2 separate regions of the Mus musculus genome follow, and region 1 is linked to region 2. Evidence: chromatin contacts called from public promoter capture Hi-C data. All regions are on one chromosome and are shown on one strand. Each heading gives the region's core, a stretch centred on a gene start, on an enhancer-like site or on the middle of the called end of the contact. The rest is flanking DNA. Distances are from core to core; before and after follow the strand shown.

Region 1 (6,312 bases), core at 2,336-4,835, 160 kb after region 2:
AGACCACTCTCATAGAAATAGCAAGATCATCACCAGGCCACTCTTACATCCGTCTACTGTCCCAAGTGATGTACAGACAGCCTTATGTGAACTAAAGCATACACTCCCTACAGATACTCTGGGATGTGGTACCAGTACCTGTGAATACCCCAACACTGTCACTATCCAAACTTTACAAGAGGAAACAAGCCTAGAGACTATGCATGACCTGGCAAAGCTAGCCAGTAGCAAGTAGCTTAGTTCTGTAAAAAAAAAAAAAAAAAAACCCAAAAAAAAAAACAAAAAACAAAAAAACAAAAAACAAAAAACAAAACAAAAAAAACAAGCTAAAACAAAACAAAATAAACAAACAACCTAGCAGATATAAGGGGGATGGGGAGTGGTGTGTGGGTGTGTGTGTGTGTGTATCTGTGTGTGTATATATAATGTAGAGGACACTGGGATAGGAAAGGCTATTCATTCTGTATGGGGAAGGAGGGATGCTGGCAGGTGGTAGCTGATATATTTTCCTATTGAGGAAACTGAGGTTCAGAGAAGGCCATGGACATATGGGAGCCATACTCATATTCCCAGTAAGCAGTCTTAGCTTCTTCCCAGCCCTGTGGCCTCTGACCACCACCCAGGACAGTGCCTGAGCACTCCGTCAGTGCGCAGTTGTGTAATCAATCAGGAGCTCCATCCATGACCGTGCATGGCATCACTCAGTCCTCACACCCTCAGGTTGAGTTACTAGTGTTGCCCACAAAAGACCAAACAAGGTGAAACCTAGAGAGGTTATGATATCCACAGGGTCTGAGAGGGACAAGGACTGAATGTGTCTCATGTCACAACTGGTGTCTTCATGGCAGTCAGCAATCACAGAGTCCTTGGCACATGCCATGTACTTTCTAGGCAATGCTCAGGAGTTCACATACTGCCTTTACCCCCCAGTTTATCAAATGCATCACTGAGACACAAGAGGCAAAGTAATGTGTGTATATAGTCCTGCTAGTCAGGGGCAGCCCAGCTGGCTAGGCCCAGAGTCTAGACTTTGGGCTCATACATGATCTTGCTGCCCTTAGGATCTACTACAGTCCCCAGTGCCCACAGGGATTGCCATCACTCTCTAAGGTAGGACATTTCTGCAAGTAAGAGCTCAGATACAATCAAGGAGGGGCTTCCCAGAGATTCTGCAGCAAGCTTGGCCTAAGGGCCAAAGGGGAAGATGGAATGCACCCACTGTGTTCCTACTGCACACTAGGCTCTTAACACACACCAGTGTTCTGGAAATCCCCCAGGCAATCTGCAGAGCCCAGAGAAAAGCAAGGCCCTGTTTGCAGGTGAGGATTGAGTCATAGACAGGTGAAGTGACTTGCCCAGAGTCACTCAGAGGATAAACAGCCAAGAGGATATGAACCCAGCCAAATGATTGTCAAACCCATCCTCCTATTCCTGTGTGCTGCTTTCAGGCTGTGTGACTGTACCCTGGTGGAGGAGGCACGAGGATGCCTAGCTAGCTTGAGAGACACTTAGCCTAAAGGAGTGCTGCTGTGAGTAGTCCCTTCCCTAACTCCAGCCCACCTATGCCCCACGCTCAGGCTGAATCGTGAATCTTCCCTGAGAGAGGAGCAGGAGAGTCTCTAGAGGGACAGCAGGGGGATGCCTCCCACTACCACATATTGTATCCCAGTCATCGAGGTCTGCTTCCAGAAGGTTTGCATTGGGAGAGTTCTGGGAACTGGAGGTCAGTCTGACCCATCTTCAAATCCCCAGTGTCGTGTACAACCCAGGACACACTCAGCAAGCAAGTAGGTGCTTGGTAAGCACATGAAAATGCATGGACAGGTCTCAGAGTGACCTTGGCTAGCTTCGACTCTTCTTTATCTAGCAATTTTTATTTTGATGCTGAGATTTGAGTCCAGAGCCTCGTTCACGTTAAGCACAAGCTCTGCTACTGAGCTGATCCCTGTTCCACCCCCTAACACTTTAACAAATCCTCACACCCTTATCAACAGACCCTCCATCCCTTACCAGGCATCAACAGCAACACTCTCTCTACACAATTTCACATCATCCTCACGGTAGCTCCCCTGCAGAAGTGACAATGTTTATTCCACTTTACAGATCAGAGCGCTTAGCCTTTGGAGAGGTAAACCGAGGCATCCAAAGCTTCATAGTGGGCCAGCGAAGAAGATGGTTCTCCCACTGGGCTCTCCCTGGCTAATCTCAGACTCAAGGACTCTAAATTGGGAGACCAAAGAGTGATAGGTAGCCCAACTTTCTCAGTATCACCTAGGTGGGCCTCTAGACTAACAGCCATCTGGGGCAGATTCTGGCAGGCTGTGTCTTAGCCAGGATCATGAAGTGATTTCAAGGCACAGTGGGGTGTGAGTAGAGCCAGCCTGGAGTACTGTTGTGTCACCCCTTAAACAGCCCCTCCAGAAACTCTACTGAGGGGTTCAAGTTCCTGGTGGCTATTATTACCTCTATCACTATCCCATTTTTCAGGTTATAAAACTTAACCTGGACCAAAACACAAATCCAAGTCTTTGTTTTCCCAAGCATTTATCTTCAGCAATACTTGCCGGCCCCCATGTGTAAAATGAAGGCATGGGACAGGGCGGTGGGGAGCTGGGGTAGTCAGGTAACAAACAGCTATGCCTTAGAACGAGTTCTGGGCTCTGGCCATGGTGCTGAACCCACTGGCTACAGACAGGACTGCTACCCAGGCAGGGTGGGAGACTGAGTCCCTTAGAACCACCAGGTATTGGGCGCAGAGCCTAATCTCACTCCTACAAAGCGGAAACCCCGGTGACAGTACTAAGGTGTACTTTCAACTGCCCCTACCCTAGAAAGGAGGGGAGTGTTCTAAGTGGTCTAAGGAGCCAAAGCCGGTCTGTGCCTTTAAGAGCAAAACAAATCTGATGGGCAAGCCAGCTGCTCTGAGGGGATGGGTTAACTCCTTCCTTCTCAGCTCTTGAGAAAGGGTGACGGCGGGAGGAAAGACTTCCTAAGTCCCTGACTGAAGAAGACCCCTGCTAGAACGAGGGCCTCAGAGCTGTGGCCCGAGAGTGTCTGGAACAGTGGATGGGATGAAAGCTGGCCTAAAGTGAGGCTTCCTCTGCTCAGCCCCATCAGGCCGCTTGCCGGCAGGGCAGGTCTGTCCCCGGCCTTTGTCTCTCTGTTCAGGTGTCCCCAGGAGGAAACGAGGCCTAAGGAGATGCTCCTGGCATTGGGGCAGGGCTCTGCGGCCCCTCAGGACAGTTCCCTCCGGGGACCCCCGGTGCTACCTGCCTCTCTCTCCGGTCCCCTCCCAGTCGCCTGTCCGCACCCCGCGCCCGCTCTACCTTCTGCGAGCTGAAGGACTGGGTCCAGTGGTACAGAACCAGGCTCTCCTTGGGCCAATGGGCGGGGCTGGATGCCTCGGGCGCGTCGGGGGTCTCCACCGGCTTGGCTGCATCGCTCTCCAGTGCCGAGATGGGCCACCAGCTGCAGTTGGTGGGGGTCAGGTTGTTGGGGGTCGCCATGACAGCCCGCGATCCGAGGAAGGAGGAAGGAGGCGGCTCGGCAGCGGCTCGCTGGCGCCCAGCATCACATGGCCTCTTCGAGCCTGCCCCTCTTCCTCCTCCCCCTCCCCGCGATGTCATTACTCACTGGGTGCAGGAGGAGGGGCAAGGGGATCCCGGGGCTCTTTCCTCCTCCTCCCAGCTGGAGGTCCTCCCTGAGGGCCCTAGGGAGGGAAGGTTGCAGAAACCCGGGCCAAGCCCCCCAGAGCGCTCACAGTTGGTCAGTCACCTGCCAAAGACTTCACCATAATTACGCATTTGTGCCTCTCAATCTTGCGGAAACACTTCTTAGTTTAGATAAATGGCAGTATAGAGGTCTGTTAACCCTTTTTCACAAGTAGTGTCTGGAGATAGCTTTATTTGAAACTCCATTTTCTGATGTTCCCCTTCCTAAAGGGTTTCCAACAGCAGAAGGGGATGAATTGTAATTTGTTAACCACATCGGCACTTTCTCTCTGCCCAGGCACAGGCACTAAGGGCTTTCCAGCGGTCTACCCCTTTGGCCTGATTTACAGAGGAAGAAAGGGAGGCTCAGAGGAGAAGTGACCTTGCTCAAGGTCATAGAGCTGCTAACTGGTGGAGCTGAGATTCAAACTCAAGGCTGGCTTCATACAGGACGGGACTGGCTCGTGATTCAGCAGTCCTGCAAGCAGCAACTCAAGCTCTTTAAAGGAATCATGTGTCTTAGCTATGTAGACATGACTTTCCCAGGTGAGGAGGGGTACCATTGGTGGGATCCTAGGTGACACCATTACCCTAGGATATGTAGCCAGGTAGGAGTCTGTAGACAGCCCTTGTGCCTCTCCTGTAGGAGATTTTAAATGTTCTTTGGAACTTAGGTAAGGTTACCTAAGCATACCCATGCTTCCCCTGGAAAATATTTTATTAGATATTTATTTATTTGTATGTGTATGGGTGTTTTTGTCTGCATGAATATGTCTGGGTGCCAGATGCATGTCTAGTGCCCTCGGAGGCCAGAAGAGGTGTCAGATCCCCTGGAATTGGAGTTACAGTTGTTAGACACCATGTGGATTTGAACACCAGTCCTCTGGAAGAACAGCCAGTGTTCTTAATAGCTGAGCCACCTCTTCAGTCCCAGAATATGAATGTTATTAATGTCATAATTTACCTTTGAGAAGTGGACCCCGAGATAGTAGTTGAAAAATACAGTTGCTGGCCCCTAAAGAGTGGGAGAAGTTATAAGAAATATATCCTTGGGCAATGTCTGCAAACGTCACAGAATGTACTTATGTAGGCCAATTTTACTAAGAACCCCTGTCTCGTGAGCCCGTTTGTCGAACCCTGCTCTTATGAGTTAGTGTAACTGGGAGAGCAGGCCTCACTGTTTGCTGTTTCGGAGTCCTGGACACTTCACCTCACAGACAGTGTTGAAGACGTGGCTGGTCTTTTTTTTATTTTTATTTTTATTTTTATTTTTATTTTTATTTATTTATTTTTTTCTTCTACTAAAGTAAGCGAACTTCTGTGGAACTTTTTCTTTCCTTTATGCCATGGCTGCCAGGAGCCTGGAGCTGCATTTTTTTCTGAGTCTCATTGTTTAATTGGTCTCCCCAGGTTTTTTATTAGATCGCTTTCCACGAACCAGGCTGAATGGTCCTGTAGCAGCTGTCTGCATGCTGGAGAACCTGGGAGCTCAGAAGCTGCTTAGTCTGTGGGGGTGAAGTTTCAGCACTTCTAACAGGGCTCTGCAGGCCTAGGGAGCTACTAGTCTTTGGATTGGAAGGCCAAAGAAGCTGGGTTCTGTCCCAGTGAAGGATGATGGCGATGGCGGCAGAAGCAGCAGCCAAGTACATGCACTCTCCAGCAGGGCACAAAGGCAGGCAGGCAAAAAGCAGCCCTTCTTTTTCTTTAGATCTTTTTATACTGGGCTATCAATAGGCATAGGTGGTGTCCATAGTAGGGAGGGGGTGGTCTTTCTCCTTCGGTTAATCATTCTAGGAAATACCACTTGGTTTGGTGAGGGTTTCTATTGCTATGATGAAATGCCAAGACTAAAAGTAACTTGGAGAAGAAAGGGTTTATTAAGATTATATATCTCGGCCAGGCAGTGATGACACACGCCTTTAATCTCAGCACTTGGGAGGCAGAGGCAGTCAGATCTCTGAGTTTGAGGCCAGCATGGTTTATAGAGTGAGTTCCAGGACAGTCAGGGCTACACAGAGAAATCCTGTCTTGAAACATAAAAACAATTACATATCATGAATTGTAGTTCACTGAGGGCAGAACTTCAAACCAGGCAGGAATATGGAGGCAGGAGCTGATGCAAGCAGAGGCCATGGAAGAGTGATGCTTAGTGGCTTTCTCTCTATGGCTTCTCAGCCTAATTTCCTATTGATAACAGGAAAGTCAGTCCAGAGGTGCAACCCTGCTACACACACAGTGGGCTGCCCCAACCCCCATCAATCACTAAGAAAATGCTCTACAGCCTGATCTCATGGAGGTGTTTTCTCAAGTGAGGCAAAAGATGTAATTCTAGCATTTTTCTTTGCTTGTTTGTTTTCAATTTTCAAACATACAAAAAAAAAAAGAGAAAAAGGAAGGAAGAGAGAGAGGGAGGAAGAAAGGAAGGAAGGGAGGGAGGGAGGGAGGGAGGGAGGGAGGGAGAGAAAGGGAGGGAGGGAGGAAGGAAGGAAGGAAGGAAGGAAGGAAAAGAAAGAGAAAAGAAGAAAGGAAAAGGAAGGAAGGAAGGAAGGAAAGAAAAAAGTTCATTGGACATTCATATATCCATCACTAGACACAATTGTTA
Region 2 (6,732 bases), core at 1,174-3,673:
ATTAGGTTTGCAATTTTAAATAACGCAGTCAGGCAGCAAGGCTCCCGTAGGTTAACACTTGAGCAAAAATGAGAAGACAGGATATGCCAAACACATCCCATGGTCGGGTGAAGGTATCTGAAAATGCCTGGCTTTTCTGAGAAGCCAGACACCCAGTGTAGCCCAGTGAAGGAAGCAAGGTGAAAGTAGATGAATTCAGAGGCCTACTGGCGGGTAGTGGTCAGGACGCTGTAGGCCAGTGAGAACCTCAAATTTTTGTGCTGAGAGAGGAAAGGCAGAGCTGGTTTGACATGATCCGATTTCTACTCAAAAGGACCACTCGGTTGTCTCATGTATGCATGAGGGGTGTGGAATGGCGGGCCCACCTGAAGCCCCAGCCTGGCTGAGTTCAAACCATAGAAATGAACTTTCCAAAATCTACAAAACCCCTGTAAAAGTGGAGAGAACCGACTCAAGGCTGACCTCTGAGCTCCAGGTGTGTACCATGCCATGAGCACCTACACATCGCAGAAAGTACCAGTGAGAAGTAACTTTCATCTTAAACATGTACCGCAGGGAAGTGATGACCTAGAGCCGAGGTTCTCACCCTACCACTGTGACCCTTTAATACAGCTCATGTTGCGGTTACCCCAGCCATCAAAGTGTTTCGATTGCTACTTCATCATTTTGCTAGTTATGAATCACAATGTCAGCATCTGTATTTTCCAATGCTCTTTGTGAATCGCGACCCACAGGTTGGGAACCACTGGTGTAGAAAGTTCACCAATCCAGGTGAGAGGGGACAGTGTATGTGAACTGACTCCTGACTGTCTGAGCTGCTTGGGTGTGAGCTCTGTGGACTAGCACATCTCCCATTCTTGACATGTGTGTAGGTAATCAGTGTGTGATAGTCAGGTCTTGTGCATTAACCTGAATGTAGCACCTAAAAAGCTATAAGACATATAGGTCCCACATCATAAATATTTTATTTTAATGTACTTTTACAGAGGTGTGCTGAGCAAGGGATGGGACAATCTTGATCTCACGGGATCTGCCCTGGGCTGTTTCCATGGCAACTTGTTTCCAACAGGTAGGTGCCTAGAATCCTAATTCATTGCCTGAGATTGACCGCGGTGCCACAGACTATAGAACTAGCCCCAAAGGCCCTCTCCTTTCTCTCCTCCATTTACCAGGGAGGACAAACTAATAATCCACATTCTTAGACTATCTCACACATCTGACACTCTCTGCATGAAGGCTTCTCTCCATGTTAGCTGCCAAGGCCCAACTGCGATGGGATCTAGTCTGTAAATCCCCGCTCCATCCCCCCCCCCCCCCGCCCCCTTCCTCAGGGTGAGTTCCTCCAGGTTTCTACAGCCCTGGGTTCCTATTCGTCTTTAGAAACTTTTACTTAGTGTCACAGGTGTCTACAAGGAACTCTTCTGGGTCAGTTCCCACCCAGTCATTTATCAAAGAATTACTGATGGCCTCCTGTACCTGTCAGGCACTGTGCTGACAGATGCTAGGGACACAGCAGAAAACAATAACGCCTTGCCTCGTGCGGTTTACATCATGGACTGATGCAAAGAGGTCCTACAGGCTGAGGGTTCTGCTTTGAATCAAGCTCCCCATTGTACATCTGTTTCTTTATTTCTTCCTGGGCATTTGTTGCTGGAGATAAACCCCAGGGCCTTGCACATGCAAGGCACCACTCTCCCACTGAACTACACTGTCGGCTCCACATTTCATCTTCACAATAACTGAGCGTGCTGATTATCGTCAGTTGCCACTTTACAAAGGAGGGAACTGACCTCCTACAATGTGAATCATCACTACAGGCCAGAGAACTTGCCTGTGGAGTCACCACAAGACCCAGTGCCGGCTCGCGACAGCACTCCGTCAACATCAGGGGAAGTACGGCAAGCCCTGTCCAGTGAGGCAGAGCGAAGAAGGGTCAAGCCCCACCCTGGTCTCATCATCTCTATCTTCCACCTGCAGCTTCCTGCTGTATCCCCAAGGGCTCAGCAGTGGCTGTCAGCCTCGACAACGACGTGATGGACAGGAAATAAAGCCTGACACCCTCCCCACCTGGAGCCATCTCTCTCTCCGGGGCATCCCCTCTCGTCCACAACAACAGGAGGCAGGAAGCCATCTCTCTCGGAGCCCCAGAGACCTGCGAGCCGCTGACAGCGTCCCAAGGCCCCTACTTCCGGTCTTCGCCCCCTCCCCAGGTGTCCCCATTTCCTGGGGTCTCCCGCCCCTCTGGCCCACTTCCGGCGATCTCGCCCTCTCCGGTCCCTATCTCTGGCCCCTCGGCGCACACCCGGGCTCGTGGGCACTCACCAGCCCGGCGGCGGGCGGAGCGCGGGTCACGGCGGCAGGAGCCTCGGCTGGCAGCGCGCGCAGAACAGACCCGCACTCCCCGGCCGGCCGGCCCGGCCCTCGCGCCGGAAGTGACGCTCGAGCCGCGTGTAGGCGGCGCCCATCCGGGAATGCGCATGAGTGAACTTTGTAGTGCTGACTTGGGGCTTGACACCACCTGGTGGCCCCGGCTGTGCAGCTGAGTTGGGTTTCGGGTGGGGAAACTGAGGCCTCGGGGAGGGAAGCTGGAACACACTGCCATATGCCTAGTGTTCTACATCATTTTCTCATTAAATTGTCTTTTTATTTATTTATTTTCATTTTATATATATATATATATTTTTTTTTTTCAATCCCCCTGCCTGCTGTGACCTCTAGAGAAGCGGCAAATCAATGCAGAAACCAGCTTCAGACCTAGACCTCAGGCTTATCATTTGCAGAACTACTCTGTCCTCAGCTGATGTCTGGACTGGCTGCCTGTGTCAGTATGCCATCAGCTGAGCCGCTTTGGCCAAGTGCACTAGCCTCTTCGCCTCTATTTCTTCGTGAATAACGATTCTTGCCCTGGACCCCGACTCAGAAACTACTTGTTTCCTGCTCTGGGGCTCACAATGTTGTCTCGAGACAGCAGTAGTTTGAAAAGGAGTTTATTAACTCCACATCTGACCCATTTACTAGCCTCACCACACATACCCATGGTTTGTGCAACTGTAATTTCGAGGCAAATCTCTTTTAGGTAGAATAAGGACAACAGACCATTTCTAGAGAGAAATTTCGTCGGTCTAAGAAAATGTCATATTCAAAGGGATAACCTTAAGTCCCTCATCCTTTCCCTACCTTATGAATAAGTGGAGTCCTAGAGTGGTGGGAAGTGACCTTCAAGGACATAAGGACACAATGGATTTTGCCAGATGTCAAACTAAATATGTGAGAGGGGTTCGAGGTACCCTGGGAATTCTGAGTTATGTTTATCTGTTTTGTTTGTTTTTAATAGAGGGTGCCTTTGTAGACCAGCTGGCCCCCAACTCATGACTCTTGCGCCTTGTCTTCTGAGACAGTGAGTGTGTGCCGCCACCCCAGGTTACAAGTCATGAGACTTGCAGTCCTCCCTTCTCTCCAGTCACCAGCTTCTAGGCTGCCAAATAAAATATAGAACTCTCAGTTAAATTTGAATTTCAGATAAACAAAGGTCTATTTTTAAGACTAGGTTCCTTATGTAACATTTGGGACACATACTTTAGAAATGTTTGTTTCTCAGAAACTCACATTTAAATAGGTGTCCTGTCCCCCGTCCGCGCCCCCCCCCCGCCCAAATCTAAGTGTTAGTTTCCTGTTCCATTTATAACAAATTACTACATAGTGACTTCAAATAACACAAATGTATTTTGTTGCTTTGCTAAAGACACCGGGGAGCTGGGAAGGCTGCTGTCTCTCTGGGTACTGGTTCTCTTTTCCAACTTGCAGAAGCTACTGAGCTACTGGTATTATTTGGTCCATGGTCTTCCCCACATCACTCCGACATCTTGCTTCTGTTGTCACAACGGCAACTGACTGAGTCCTGAATACCCCCTCTGTGTTCTCTCTCCCTCTCTCTCTTTCTCTCTCTCTTTCTCTCTCTCTTTGTGTGTGTGTGTGAGTGAGAGAGAGAGAGAGAGAGAGAGAGAGAGAGAACTTGATGTAATCTAGGCTGACTTCAAGTCCACAATCCTTCTGTGTCACATTTGGAAGTCCTGGAATCATAAGTGTGAATGCTCATGTCTCTTACAAAAGTCATGTTCAAATATTTGAGAAATTTGGGCATCGTGATGCACGCCTTTAACCTCAGCTGCGTTTGAGGTCAGCTGGCCAGTCAGGACCATGAGTAAGACCCTGTTTCAAAGATTTGTTTTTGAGACACTTACTCAGGTTGGTCTTGAACTTTCAGTTCTCCCACTTCAGCCTCTTGAGTAGAAAAGATCAGGAGACACGTCACCTCCAGCTTCCTGCCTCTCACTTATAAGAATGTTTACAGTTACATTGGGCCCATTATTGGGAGAACCTGGAATAGTCTCACCATCTGAAGATCCTTAAGCACACCTATAACATCTCTTTGACCCCATGAGATATTTACAAATTACAGAGGCTAAGATGAGGACATCTCAGGGGACAGGACATGATTCATCCACCGAAATCTACTAATCTTAATTCAAATTATATGACGTTGGCCAATCTATTCAGGCTCCCAAACATCTGGATCCCTGGGCTGGTTAGTGTTATCTGTCAAATTCATAGGCTCTAGAATCACCCGTGAAGTGGATATCTGGGTATGTCTATAGGAATTTGCCTTAACTGTGGCTCACTGAATAGGGAAGACTAGCTGGGATCATTCCCTGGTTGGGATCCTGGACTGTGGAGAAAGGCAGCTAAGCAGCAGCCTTTGTTCACTTCTCTCACTAAGCTTCCTGACTGGAACACAATATGACTGGCTACCTTAAGTGCTGCTTTTCATGATGGCCTCTGTACCCTGAATTGTGAGCCTGAATAAACTCTTCCTCCTTCCTGTGTGTGTGTATGTGTGTGTGTGTGTTTGTGACAGGAGCTCTGGCTATCCTGGAACTCACTACATAGACCGGGATAGCCTAGAACTCACAGAGACCCACTTCTCTCTTCCTCTCAAATGCCAGAATTAAAGGTGTGAGCCACCACTGCTGGCCACCAACTCTTCCCTTCTTAAGTGGCTTTGTCAGGAATAGAAAGGTAACTAACATAGTCTTCAGAAGCAAAAACAAAACAAAAAAGCTGATTAAATGAGCTCATAAGACAAAAATAACTTTTCTCAAGCTGCACAAATAGTAGGAGGCTTCTGGAGCAAAGCTTTAGCCCTGCTGGCCCAGGTGTTGAGATTAAACCTCTCTTCCAGATGAACAGTTTACCGGTGGCCCTGGCAGCCCAGCCTGCACTTCTAGATGCTGACAGTAGGGGGAGATGAGCTTGGTGAGGATGGTCAGCCTTCCTGAGTGAAAGTTTAGAGATGGCAGAAGGGTGTCAGACAAACAAAACAGGAGAGTTTTCTCATGTTGAGCAGCTGTAGACAATGAGGCACTAGGCTCATATCATATAATATATCTAAATATACATGTATATATGTAACATATACCCATATATGTATATATCCTTCTGTATATGTTTATATATAATATATATGTGATATATAATATATATGATATATATGTGATATATATCTATATAGATATATATCCTTATAATGCTTATACTGAAAACAATGGGAGAGATGGTCTTTACAGAATAGGACATTCCAATTCAGAAAGGATCCGAGATGAGAGTCAAGTCCAAATGTCAGTGTAGTCGCAAATTTTACTTCATTCTAGAGACTATACCACGCTTGTCTCTTTGGTTTCAGAGGTTGAAAGACAGGCTTGGATCAAGGAAGGGCCAGAAGCTGTCCACGTTTACAATTAAATAGGTGAGCAGAGACTTGAGTTTCTGTATTGTTGCCTGTCTTGGACAGCCAGAAGTAACCGATCTGGAACATCACATTGAAAGGACCCGTTGCCATGTGCACAAGGAGAGCTGTGAGCCTTGTGCAGGGGCCCCTTGGGAACTCCAAGGAATGATGTCCAGAGATCTGGTCCACTGGGACTCGGAATGTCTGCTAGCTGTGATCACCCGCTCCAGATCAGAAGGTCACCAAAGGTCAGCTTTCCCTGCATCCTGGCCTCTCTGAGCTTCCTTGCCAGTGTGCCACAATGGCTTGGAGCACCAGAGCTGTCTCCAGCTGTATCTACTTCAGCTGTCTATATTGGAGATGGTGGCACGACTCAAGGGACTATTTTCTTTTTAAAAGCAATGTATAAGCATATTCATGCAGCTCACAGGTATTTACACCCCTGTTTTTGAGACAGGGTTTTGCTCTGTAGCTCTGGCTAGCTTGTAACTCACTGTGTAGAACATGGTAGCTTCAAACTTACAGCAGTTCTCCTGCCTCTGTCTCCCAAGTTCTGCGACTACAGATATGAGCGATACACCCTACAACAAACTATATTCTTTCAAAATTATGTTTGCTTATTTTGTGTGTGTGTGTTAGCACACACATACCACAGTGCATTTGTGGAGGTCAGGGGTCAACTCACAGGAGTTAGTTCTCTACCAACATAGGTCAAGCCCAGGTCAAGTCCAGGTCAAGCCCAGGTCAAGTCCAGGTCAAGCCCAGGTCCACAGACTTGGCAATAAGCATCTCCACTGATCAAACTATCTTGCTGGACCCTCTATTTTTTTTTTATTTAATTGTCATTATTGTTGCTTTTGAGATATACTCATGTGTCGCAGACTATCTTGAACTAACATGTAGTTGAGGATGACCCCGCATTCCTGATTCTCCTATCATACCTCCAA

What was found. Promoter capture Hi-C pulls out the DNA fragments that hold promoters and counts their contacts.
Region 1: a contact with region 2 is called in a promoter capture Hi-C map of stem cell-derived epiblast-like cells, with 4 times the contacts expected there. The contact joins the promoter of Gdap1l1 here to the promoter of Ttpal in region 2. A contact is called at or near these places in 6 of 39 promoter capture datasets (the 3T3-L1 cell line, the HPC-7 cell line, embryonic stem cells and 3 more), 4 of 484 Hi-C or Micro-C datasets (CD4 T cells, the HPC-7 cell line, embryonic stem cells and 1 more), 1 of 115 datasets of contacts at active chromatin or transcription factors (pancreatic cancer cells) and 2 of 9 other capture datasets (adipose tissue and pancreatic islet).

The regions. Positions count from the first base shown.
Region 1 is chr2:163,435,740-163,442,051 of GRCm38.p6, reverse strand. Gdap1l1 (ganglioside-induced differentiation-associated protein 1-like 1) reads right to left here and starts at 3,585. Exons shown (of 6, transcript NM_144891.2): 1 at 3,327-3,585. The coding sequence starts at 3,506.
Region 2 is chr2:163,598,005-163,604,736 of GRCm38.p6, reverse strand. It overlaps Ttpal (tocopherol (alpha) transfer protein-like), which reads right to left and starts at 2,423. Exons shown (of 5, transcript NM_181734.3): 1 at 2,323-2,423.